Linked DNA regions of Rattus norvegicus: regions 2 and 3 are each linked to region 1. The links are chromatin contacts, called in public Hi-C maps. All regions are on one chromosome and are shown on one strand. Each heading gives the region's core, a stretch centred on a gene start, on an enhancer-like site or on the middle of the called end of the contact. The rest is flanking DNA. Distances are from core to core; before and after follow the strand shown. Region 1 holds the start of Cpeb4 (cytoplasmic polyadenylation element binding protein 4). Region 2 has its middle 12 kb from the start of C10h5orf47. Region 3 has its middle 88 kb from the start of Bod1.

The links. A called contact is a pair of places that touch in the nucleus more often than the background predicts.
Region 2: a Hi-C map of frontal cortex shows a contact between it and region 1, with 4 times the contacts expected there. The contact joins the enhancer-like site here to the promoter of Cpeb4 in region 1. A contact is called at or near these places in 7 of 12 Hi-C or Micro-C datasets (the A7r5 cell line, the Rat2 cell line, Schwann cells and 4 more) and 1 of 1 datasets of contacts at active chromatin or transcription factors (oligodendrocytes).
Region 3: a Hi-C map of liver shows a contact between it and region 1, with 4 times the contacts expected there. The contact joins the enhancer-like site here to the promoter of Cpeb4 in region 1. A contact is called at or near these places in 4 of 12 Hi-C or Micro-C datasets (Schwann cells, frontal cortex, hepatocytes and 1 more) and 1 of 1 datasets of contacts at active chromatin or transcription factors (oligodendrocytes).

Annotation. Positions count from the first base shown.
Region 1 is chr10:16,281,466-16,285,447 of GRCr8, reverse strand. It overlaps Cpeb4 (cytoplasmic polyadenylation element binding protein 4), which reads left to right and starts at 1,860. Exons shown (of 9, transcript NM_001106992.1): 1 at 1,860-2,984. The coding sequence starts at 1,860.
Region 2 is chr10:16,208,561-16,212,751 of GRCr8, reverse strand. No RefSeq gene overlaps it. Among named protein-coding and RNA genes, the nearest start is that of C10h5orf47, 12 kb to the right of the region's middle. Within about 2 kb of position 1,586, at least 16 of the 93 cell types and tissues checked have an H3K27ac peak or open chromatin away from gene starts, as enhancers often do.
Region 3 is chr10:16,407,670-16,411,512 of GRCr8, reverse strand. No RefSeq gene overlaps it. Among named protein-coding and RNA genes, the nearest start is that of Bod1, 88 kb to the left of the region's middle. Within about 2 kb of position 2,367, at least 2 of the 93 cell types and tissues checked have an H3K27ac peak or open chromatin away from gene starts, as enhancers often do. A contact at or near this core is called in liver, where this site is marked.

The DNA.
Region 1 (3,982 bases), core at 611-3,110:
GCCAGAGCACGTGATGCCAGGGGCACCCACCTTTACTCAGGGCAGGCTTCTGGTTTATTCTCGGTTTCATGGGTTGCCACTTCGACCCCCAACACTTTAGCTCAGTGATTCAGTGTGCAAGATGCCCATTCTCTTCCTGAACGTCTCCCCACGGGCTTCCTAAGAAGTCTGCTTTGGGAACACAAATCGCGAGGAATCTTTGCCCACAAAAAAGATGGCGGTGCACCGCTTGCACTGGATGCGCGGACCCGACGCCGACGCCGGCCCCGCTGGGCGAGGCGCAGGCGGAAGAGGCGGCTCTGAGATGACCGAAGACCTTCCTGGGAGGGGCTCTGAGGCTGGGAGGCGTGGCCTAGTCGGAATTGTAGTGTCGGATTGGTCTTCCGGCTGTTGGGCGTGGCCTCCGCAGCACCCCGCCCCTCCCTCATCGAACCGGAAGTGTCTCTCGGTCTTTCCAGCTGGTTGTCATTTCACTCGGCTCGGTCCTGAGGAGAAGGACTCAGCCGCGGCTGCGGGACCTGGGCACCGGAGGCAGTGGCGGCGGCGGCGGAGGCGGCGGAGGCAGCGGCGACAACAGAGGAAGACGAGGAGGAAGAAGGAAGAAAAAGAACAGCCAGGCGGAGTCCTCAAAGACGACGACAGCTGGACTGCGGGACCGGGGAAAAGCGGCGGCGGCGGCGGCCCAGCAACCGTGAGGAGAAACAAAAGCCTCCTAAATTATAGTTTCCAATCAGTCTAGGGGAAAAGAGAGCGCGAGCCCAGGGGGGAGGCTTTTCTCCTTTAGAGTAACAACGGTAGCGGGGGTTTTCCTTTTTGTCCATCCCCCTTCCCCCTCCCCCCGGCGGAGAATCGAACTGAGAGAACTGAACAAACCGCCCCTGGGTCCCATGAGGGAAAAAAATCCCGGAGCCGCAGAGAGGGGAAGAGGCAGAAACCGCAGGACCTTCCAGGTCGCCCCCTTGCTCCCCGCACCCCCGGGCCACCAGCTCGCCCTTGTCCAGTCTCACTAATCCCTCCTGATCGCGACACCCCCCAGAGGGAGAAACGGGTGTTTCCAACCCCTTTCATGGGGGAAAGGAGGCCGAGGGGAGCCCAAGAGCAGCAAACGCAGCAAGATCTGCACCCGGAGCCCCAGGAACAGCCCCAGAGGCCCACACTGCACCCTACAAAAGAACAGAAACAGGACCAGGAACAGCAGAAATCTCCCTGCAATCATCTTTCCTTTAGTCAAGGCTGATTTCCTCTTTGGCAACCAGAAATTCACCTCCCGCCCCAGATAACCTAATATAATCTATCTATATATAAATATATAATATATAATGTTCTTAAATTATTCCTGATTTTTTTAACCAAGCTGCCAAGAAAAGAACGTATTCTCCCCTTAATCCTATTCTAATTTTTATGTGAATCTAAACTGCTGAGGAAGACCATATGTGATTGTTAAATTTTATATATATATATTTTTACTCCGCACAATGCTTATTCTTCTATATCCATAGATGCTTGAGAAGCTGTGTTTCTGTCATTCATGTACATTTTCCTTTGGAAAAAGAAAGCGCCTATTTTACTAACCAAAGACTTGATTTTTACCTTTTCCTTTTTTATTCCCTCCTAGAAATAAGCCCAATTGGATTCATATCAATATTTTAAGAGTTTTTTTTTAAGGTTCTTTTCCATTCAGAGAGACCAGAATTCCAAATCAGAGATACATAGGGTGATAAGCTGTGATCGTTGAGTTAGCTATAAATAAGATACTTCAAGCAAACAAATTTGAGATACAGGGGAGGAAAGCCCTGAGACATTAGGTTGTTTTGCTTTGTTTTTTTTTTATTGTGATATTCTGATCCTAAAAATAATAAATGGGGGATTACGGGTTTGGAGTGCTAGTGCAAAGCAATACTGGGAATAAATCTGCTTTTCCAGTCCGATTCCATCCACATCTGCAGCCTCCACACCATCACCAAAATGCCACCCCCAACCCTGCTGCTTTTATAAATAATAACACAGCTGCCAACGGCAGCAGTGCTGGGTCAGCTTGGCTCTTTCCTGCTCCGGCTACCCATAACATTCAGGATGAGATCTTGGGGTCAGAAAAAGCAAAAAGTCAACAGCAGGAACAACAAGACCCTTTAGAAAAGCAACAACTGTCCCCGAGTCCAGGGCAGGAAGCTGGAATACTGCCTGAAACTGAAAAGGCAAAAGCCGAAGAAAATCCAGGGGACAATTCTTCAGAGAACAGCAACGGAAAAGAAAAGATACGCATTGAATCACCAGTGTTGACAGGATTCGATTACCAAGAAGCCACAGGCCTCGGGACTTCCACCCAACCCTTGACATCCAGTGCATCATCCCTTACTGGTTTCAGTAACTGGTCAGCAGCGATAGCGCCTTCTTCCTCCACGATAATCAATGAAGATGCAAGTTTCTTTCACCAGGGAGGGGTCCCTGGCGCTTCAGCTAATAATGGTGCTCTCTTGTTTCAAAATTTCCCCCATCATGTCAGCCCTGGCTTTGGTGGTAGCTTCTCCCCTCAGATCGGGCCTCTCTCCCAGCACCATCCTCATCACCCCCATTTCCAGCACCATCACAGCCAGCATCAGCAGCAGAGGAGGTCTCCTGCCAGTCCCCACCCCCCACCTTTCACACATAGAAATGCTGCTTTTAACCAGCTGCCTCATTTGGCGAATAATCTTAACAAACCTCCTTCTCCATGGAGTAGCTACCAGAGTCCCTCTCCAACCCCCTCTTCTTCCTGGAGCCCGGGAGGTGGCGGCTATGGTGGCTGGGGAGCTTCTCAAGGCCGAGATCACCGCAGAGGGCTGAACGGTGGAATAACACCCCTGAACTCCATCTCACCTTTGAAGAAAAATTTTGCAAGCAATCATATTCAGCTCCAGAAGTATGCTCGCCCTAGCTCAGCCTTTGCTCCAAAATCCTGGATGGAAGATAGCTTGAACAGAGCTGACAACATTTTTCCTTTTCCGGTAAGATGTTGTTCCATTAATAGATTAAGATGAATAAGGAAGTAGTGTGGTGGAGTATCTGTGGAATGAAAGAATCAGAATTGTTGCTCACATTAGGGACCTTAGGAAATGAATCGGTTACCAGTCTTTATTTTAGCAAACCAGTGTGATCGGAAGAAAACAGTTAACTGTTTCTTGGGCCTTAATTTTTCCATTTATAATTACAGAAACAGGATAGTTAGTGTTCTAATTAATTATTATACCTTTCTTGTTTAATGAGAATTTTCTTCAGTTGCTTGAGGAAGAACGGTAAAACAGTAATGTGTAGCAGAAATGTATTTCATTATGGAAACTAATGAATGTTTTCTGCCTATCTGAAGGAACTAAAAATGACCTTTTTTTGACATTGTAAGGTAGGGAGTCACTGAAAGGAACTCAGAGTTCCAGATTTCCTCCTAGTTATATTTAGATGTGGACTTTGCAGTCTGAACTGATCAATTCAGCAATTCCTCTTAGACCTCTCTGCAAATTCTGACCTTTCTTGTGTCAGTAAAGATTACTAGTTAGGGAGAAATGATGCAGATAGTTTCTTTGTCATGCTTCAGGTTTATTTATCTGTCTGTCTATTTTGCAGTGCTGGGTATACTCATTTCTTTTTGAATACCATGAAGATGTTGATTTCAGAATGCCTGTTTTGTTTTTGGGGGTTTAATGTTTATTTTGTTTTTTGGTATGTGATGCCTTTCACCTACTTGTTTATTTTCCAGTGTTAACACTTGGGGTGTAGATAATTAGACCATTCCTAAAAATAGGTCTAGGCAAAGATCGCTTGTCTTTGTGGCTACTAGTATATCCCTTTTCTGGTAGGAATCATATTGTTTTTGAACGAATGAGCAGCCAGTTTGTCTTGCAGAAACAAGGTAAAGAGAATTTCATGTCTTAGCTCAGGATCACTTGCCACACTCAATTTATGAACTGTATGTAGAGTGATCCTTTCTACATCCTTAGAAAATTTATAG
Region 2 (4,191 bases), core at 337-2,836, 72 kb after region 1:
TTTGAGGATATATGAGAGAAAAATGGCTGGCAGTCATGAGACACTAGGTTTCCAGGGCAGGGTAGAAGACCATGTGGGAGGACAGTGGTTTGAGTGAGTGATACCGGTGGACATTAGTGGCTGATGGTGGTTTGAGCCAGGCAGGATTGTGGCAGCAGCCTGCAAGACAGTTGAAGGAAATGTGGGTAATGGGGTGACATATTTGAACCAGTTGGTTGTTGGCAAAATTCTGCATTCTCTCTTTTGAAAGGTAACACAGCTTACAATGCATTTCTAAACCCTTTTCCTTGGGACCCATCAGCGAAGGGAAACTATCCCAGAAGCAATCAGAACCTGCCCTAATTAGGCCAGAACCAACAGGACCTACCAAAGAAGGCGTTGCTTGCAGTGGGTGGTGTCCCTTCTAACATTTGTCCGGCTTGGCTGTTATTGGAGAGGCCTCAGTGGTTTGAAGGGACAGCCTGTCTTATCGGACATGGATGGGAAGATTCTGCTTTGACTCAAGTGGCAGTGTGTGGTACTCAGATGCTCCGAAGAAAAGATTCTAATTCTAATTAAGCAAGATTCTGATTCAGAGGAGGGTGTGGGAGGAGCATGAGATCTAAGGATACACTTGAGCTATTGGACACCTTTAAACCAGGAGCCGCACCCTCTCTCTGTCACACAGAAAGAACCCAGTCTTTAAGAGGAAACTGTTTCTCAAGAAAAGTACAAGTTACTTCACAGTGCAGTGTGAGTTGACATCACTTGCTTAAAGTAAGAACTGTAAACCTGTTACAATTTCTTCAAACCAACAGGTAAACAAGACCTTCCCTCCTACCCTCCTATGGAGTGGGACCTGTTGTCAAGGGAAGTCCTGCGCGAGCCTTTGGAGGGTTGTGGTGATTGACAGCAGAGATAACGACAGCCCAGCCACTGCCCTTCCCCCCACATCTAATCAGACAACGTCCACCCTCAGGAACGGGATGGTGAATGACAGCTGAAATTGGTAGCAGATCCAGTGAAGGAAGGGGACAGATGAGGTAAGAAGGCCTTTTCTGACATTCATCATGATGTCTCCTGAGAGATAGCATATGTTCCCGCACCCGATGCTGGCTAACGGAAGGCACGAGGACTCTGTATCCTTAACATTTTTGTTTTGTTAGAATATATTAGTTACACATAATAATGGATTTCACGCATACACACGTCACATGCACGAGTCCCACCCTGTGTCATCCACCTCCCACCCTCATGAATCACCTTCCTCCTCCCAACAAGCCCCGCCCCTCTTTAACTCTCGAGGGGTGTGTGTGTGCGCGTGTGCGTGTGCGTGTGTGTGTGTGTGTGTGTGTGTGTGTGTGTGTGTGTGTGTGTGTGGCGGGGTGGGGGCTCAGAAGGTTCCTTTAGGGTTAGGAGTGGGAGTTTGTTTACAGAAGCTGCGCATCTTACTGGTAGGATGGTGGAGAAGATCACATCCTCTGTGGACCAGAATCGCACCTCCCCTCACTGACCGTGGCTTCTGTGCTGTGCACCTCTGCAGCACCCTCTCTCTGCCCGCACCCTGAACCCGCAGGGAGGGAGCCTTGATCATCTGCCCACGGTGACAGAGGAGCACCACTCTCTCTCTGCACTGCTTCAGAAAGCTTGGTCAGAGAGTTGCGGTGTTTTTGTTTTTTGTTAATTCAAACTGCTTATTTATTTTTTTAATAATGATAAAAATCGAGTCATTGCCAGAGAGAGAGAGGGAGGAAGTGAGGGAGGGAGGGAGAGGGAGAGGGGGAGAGGGAAAGAGAGAGAGAGAGAGAGAGAGAGAGAGAGAGAGAGAGAGAGAGAGAGAGAGAGAGAGAGAGAGAGAGCGCACAAGCATGAGAGCAAGAGCGAGCGGATTTTATCTGGAGACCGTGACTGCCACCTGGTGGATGATATTAGTCGAGCAACTGCAAAAAAACAGGCTTTGCTTTCAGGGTGGGTTCTGCATTATTTCTTCAGGCTCCCCTCATGTGATTTCCTTGGGTGGGTTGAAGGGAAGACAGACAACTACAAGTCCGTGTGAGACTTTTCTCGCGCACGTATCCTATGTGCGCTTCCTCCCCACTGTTCAGAGACGGTCTGAGATAGGATAAAAGAATGTGGGCACTAGAACCTCACTACCTGCGTTTGAATCCTCTAGTTCCAGAACATTCTGTGGCTCTGACTGAGCTGTTTAAGAACTCCTCCACTGCTTCTCCTTTATCTGTAAAATGGGGACAGTTTTAGTTACCCATGGTTGGCCTTGGAGACCGTGAAATGACGGGGTAAAGTCACATTTAAATCACGAGCCATTCTAGGTAGCATGATCTCACCGAGGACAGGACCCTTTTGTCCATCTTATATGGGCATATATGCTCCCGCCGATTTAGTCATTTCACAACTTTAGCATGGTGGGGCTTATTATAAACAATAATAACAGTGGCCCCAAAGTTCAGGAGCAGTGGCGTTGGTAGCTCAGACACACGTGACGAACTGGGGCCATGTAGTGCCTCTAGTGAAAAATAAAATTGAATATATGTATACAGAAAGGAGAGAAGAGACTGTGTGGGGTCCGGTAGTCTCCAAGTTTTCAGACATCAAGTGGGTATCTTACAAGGTATAACTTGTAGATAAAGGGAACCACGGTGCCCGTGTCACAGGGTACTTGTGAGGATTCAGTGGCTTACTCTGGGGCAGCACCTAGCACTGCTATGCTTTACAAATCTGCTCCGAAAATGTTCCTTGGTGGTGCTGGGTTCCTGGTTGCAAAATCCCTAGGAGGAGATTGCACCAGAAGGGAAAGCCAGAGAACCCCCCCCATAAGTGAACCCCCACACTAACTTCTCCTCCTCTCCTCCAGCTCCTCCCAGCTCAGCTCCCTCAAGCTCCCCCATCTCCAGTCCCTTCTGGCACCATTCAGAACCCTGTGCCTCTTCTGCTGGCTCCTATCAGCCTGGGACTCTAAAACGCTGCTTACTGACTGCTGGGGAGCCTTATGAGTAAGCCCAGGCTTCCTCCCCAAAGTCCTGCTCTCAGCCTAACAGAGACCCTCCAGCTGCCTCATACGGCTTGGAGACCAAGGCTCACACACCTCAGCCTGGACCCTCCCTGCTTAGGAATCCCCAATACCTCTAGCACCCATCTGGTACTACACGCCTACTCCTTCTCCCTACCCCTTCCTGCCCCTGACTACCTAAAGCCCCTCCAACCTTCTATACAGGACCTGCAACCACTGCACAAGTCTGAGTGCATTCAGTCTATGTTTGGGTCAAAACATGATATTAAAATGTCACTAGCGACCTGGCTCCAGATACCTCATAATACAAGCAATACAAAAAAACCAAGACCACATGCTTCGCTGCCCAAGAATCACCAGTCCCATCGGAGGGCAACTAAGAGAAAATAGAGGGCACAAGTGCAGAAGGACAGTTACAAACATGTTCAACAAATTAATAAAACACACAAATAAATCCCTAAATGAATGTTAAGAGGGTACAAATGTGCTGACTGAACTCCACCCCCCCCCAAAAAAATAACCCCACAGACAGCTAATCGAAATGAAATGAAGATATGAGAGAGAATTCAGTGTAAGGCTCTCCCGACTGGGCTGTTGTAGTGCTATGCAGAAAAGTAGCGGTCAATCAGAGACAGAAATACTAAGTGGGGGGAGGAGAACAGAAATGAAACTGGGAATGAAAAAATTAAAAATGAAAACTTCAATTGGACATTGAACTACCTGAGGACCCAGCTATACCACTCCTGGGCATATACCCAAAAGATGCCCCAACATATAACAAAGACACATGCTCCACTATGTTCATAGCAGCCTTATTTATAATAGCCAGAAGCTGGAAAGAACCCAGAAGCCCTTCAACAGAGGAATGGATACAGAAAATGTGGTACATCTACACAATGGAGTACTACTCAGCTATCAAAAGCAATGACTTTATGAAATTCATAGGCAAATGGATGGAACTGGAAAATATCATCCTGAATAAGGTAACCCAATCACAGAAAAACACACGTGGTATGCACTCATTGGTAAGTGGATATTAGCCCAAATGCTCGAATTATCCTAGATGCACAGAACACATGAAACACAAGACGGATGATCAAAATGCAAATGCTTCACTCCTTCTTTAAAAGGGGAACAAGAATACCCTTGGGAGGGGATAGGGAGCAAAGTTTAGAACAGAGGCA
Region 3 (3,843 bases), core at 1,118-3,617, 130 kb before region 1:
AAGTCCCTGTGCATTCTAAGCCTGTGCAGAATAAGATGTGAAGAGTCCTGCCAGGCTCTTATGCACTCCAGCTGATTGCTTCTGTGGGAATGCTGGGCCTGCCATGGCATGTGAGTCTTGCAAGTTCTTGATAAGTACAGACAGCTAATGCTACCAGAACAGATGAGAGGGCTCCCCTGCTGGCAGACTTTATTTATCCACAGTGGTAGACCAAGGAGGTTAGTCAGAACTCTTTGGGGCCCTTAAGGGTGTCCCAGCCAAAGTTGATGGAGATCTTATGGTAAGGCTCCAGGCCCTGGTAAAAAGGCCATCAAAGAGATGTACAACAGAGGAGGACCTGTGGCAGGAGAGGACAGTCTGGAGGTGATCAGATCTGCACCTGGCCTGATGCAGAGGTCCCCGGGTGGCACATTTCCCTAGGAATTGAGAACAAGAAAAGACAAAGACAGAAAGGCCCTTAAACTCCCGAGCCTTCTGATGTTGTCCTCTGCTTTGACATTCAAAATGATGTCCCATCTTCCTGTCCTCATGGACTGGTCCCTAGTAGGCCCACAGCATCGCAGCTTCTTTCTCCCCTCAGATGTTTAGATTCCCTCAAGATGAGTTCAAACCTCAGGTGTAATGACCCAGGAGCAATTTGCTTAGCTTCAGGAAGTCTAGTTTTCTCTACGAATCAGACAGAGAACACCTTTCTCTTGACTCTGGGGTTGGGGGTGGGAGTGGGGCTGGGACTGGGGGTTACATGGAGACTAGGGATAAAGACCTGATTAGCCCTTGGCCTATGGCCAGTACTCAGTGTGGCTCTTTCCCATCTACCATGCCTGTCTCCAGAGCCAGTATATGTGTGTGGTCTCCAGACAGCAAGACGCTGAGCTGGTAGCCTCCACAGAGCCCTCCTGCAGGCAGGCCTCAACAGGCATGACTGCCCCTTTCTTCCATGTGGTCCCAGCCCACCCACACTTCTTACCAGCCGGCCTATAATTAGATGGTTTGTCTGGTCTTGGAGAGAGTGCCCATCAGCATCTGGCCTCTGCTTGCTGATGAGACCCTCGCTCCTGTAAGAAGCTAAGCAATGGTGGCTCCTCCCACAGCCCTCTTAGGCCTGGGTGACACAGACAGATCTGTGAGGTATTACAGAGGTAGCTCCCCTCCTGTCATACCAAGGCTTCAGATTTGGCATGGAGGGACAAGAAAGGACTCTGGCGTCTCTGTCCTCTTCCAGGCTACCAAGCCACCAGTTAGGGCTCCTTGACATAGCTGCTGTCATCCCACCGTCTCAGACCATGAGTGGAGTGGACAATGCAGGTGTCAACCAACACAGCACTCATCCTGGCTCAGCTTCTTGCTGGCTGTGTGGCCTTTGACAAGTGACCTCCCTGCCCAAAGTCTCTTTCTGCCTAGTAGTGGGCTGTACTCCAGATGCTCATGAAAATTACCTGGGAGCTGGGCACAGGCACCTGTGTGAGAGGCTTTTCTGTTTGCTCTCTCTCTTGGTTCTGCCCTCACTTCGAGTCGGCCACACTCGTGTCCCTCTCTACCCGGAATGGCATTGTCTTGCATGATTTGCTTAGCAAAGTCCCATTGATTCTGCAAGACCAGCTTAAATGTCGCCTCTGCTGGGAAGCCTCTGCTGGTACCCCCAAGAAATCAAGTACTTTGTGTTCTGTATTCCAATAGTAGTTGGATCATCCAACCACACCGTGTGTTACTATGGTAGCTGCTCCCCATCCCCATCCTTTCTGCTCCCCAACCTCTTGTCCCCACGCCTGGGCTTGGGTTATGAAACCAAGGGAGACTCCACCTCTATTTGTTCTTCCTGGTAACTCACGGAGTGGGTTGTCTGTAATTCTCCCCTGAGTCGATGCTAGCCTGCAAGGAAACAGACAGGTGGTCAGATAAGTGCAGAGATTAAATATTAAAGGAAAAACGCAGAGGTCGGGGAAACTTTGTTCTTTGTCAATATATTGCTTTCTTTGGGCTGGGCTGGATTGAAGGCTCAGGGCTAGAAGGAAGTACAGAGCCTACAGAGAAGCTACCTAGGGAACAGGAGCCCCAGGAGGCCAGATGAGTAACTCCAGCTTGTTTTTCTTAACTTCCTCTGCCCTGGCAGGGGAGATTTAATAAAGCCTCAGGCTGTGAAGGCTTTGGAGGCCCAACAGAAGGGCACGGACAGTTGCAGGAAGGAGTCCTTGACCTAGGCTCTCAGGAACTGGTGACTCGAGCATGCCTCTCCCTAGAGAGGGGACAGGTCCTTGTCTGTAACCAAAGCAGTTCCAGCCAGGAACGTGTCCTAGGACACCTCAGGGCAACGACAAAGGCACTGGTGCTAGGTGAACCTGTCACTACAGATGCTGCTGTGTGCAAATTAAGAACTGGCCACACACCCATTTCCTGGGGCAGCCTGTGTCCTGCCACGCTCACATTCTGCTGGGCTCTGCGAGCTGAGCACCTGCTCAGCACCTGCTTCTCCGAGCCCATTCCTCTGCCTTCTCCAGCCACTGACTGTCCACCCCCATCTTTCTGTCTTCTTGGCACACTCTCGGCCGCACCAGCACACCCACGTCTGCCTCTCTTTTCATGGAGACCCTCATCACAGCGAGGCTGTGACAGGGTCGTGTCTTGGCACAGAGTGGTGCAGAGTAGGTCATAGGCTTGAGTTAAGATATTACTAAGTAGATGAATGGAAACACAGGTGAGTGGGCCGACACTGAGCTTGAACAAGAGCGGCAAAACTCCTAGTCTGATGCCCAACTAACAGCCTAAGAGGTTCCTCTAAGTTACCTGGAATAACACTCCCTGAGCTGACACCCTTCAGCCCCTGGATGGACTCTGGAGGGCTGTGCACTTTTGTAATGTACAGATGCGGGCTGGAGAGATGGCTCAGCGGTTAAGAGCACTGGCTGCTCTTCCAGAGGTCCTAAGTTCAATTCCCAGCAACCACATGGTGGCTCACAACCATCTGTAATGGGATCTGATGCCCTCTTCTGGTGTGTCTGAAGACAGCTACTTACATACATAAAATAAATAATTACATCTTAAAAAATAACATACAGATGCTTGCTTGATTTACATGCAGTTATGTCTTCATAACTCCATGTGGTGGTTTGAATTTGCTTGGCCCATGGGAGGTGGCACTGTTAGGAGGTGTGGCCTTGTTGGAATAGGTGTGGCCTTGTTGGAGGAAGTGTGTCACTGTGTAGGTGGGCTTTGAGGGCTCCTAGTGGTCAAGCTCTGCCCAGTGCGGAAGAGAGAGTCTCTCTCCTGGTTGCCTTCGGATCAAGACAGAGAGCTCCTCCAGCACCAGGCTTCCTACCATCATGATAATGGACTGAACCTCTGAAACCGTAAGCCAGCCCCAATTAAATATTTCCCTGCGTTGTTTTGGTCACGGTGTATCTTCACAGCAATAAAACCCCAAGATACCCTATCCTAAGTAGAAAAAAAGTTGGAAACACACTAAATCCATTTAGCCTTCCAACCCCAGCTCAGTAACACAGCCTGCTGACCTGAGGCTGACCGGGACCTGTCTGCCCAGCTTCTCAGAGGAGAATTGTACCACTTATCACTGGACTGGGGAAAGATTCCAAACACAAAGTACCTTTCTTCCCAGTACACATGGCTTCCGTGCCGTCACGGCCTCTGACAGCCTCTAGCTTCTCTGTCCTGAGTTGGAGACGGTCTGTAGTTAAATCTCAGCCATGGCATCCTCTTGTTCTGCATGTCCCAGGCAATGCTTCTTACTCTGAACACTCTGTCCATAAGTTCCATAGAGAGCCATTAAAGGTGGCTTCTCTCCAGGATATGGTAAAGTCAGAGATGGAGCGAGGTGCCAGCACACAGAAA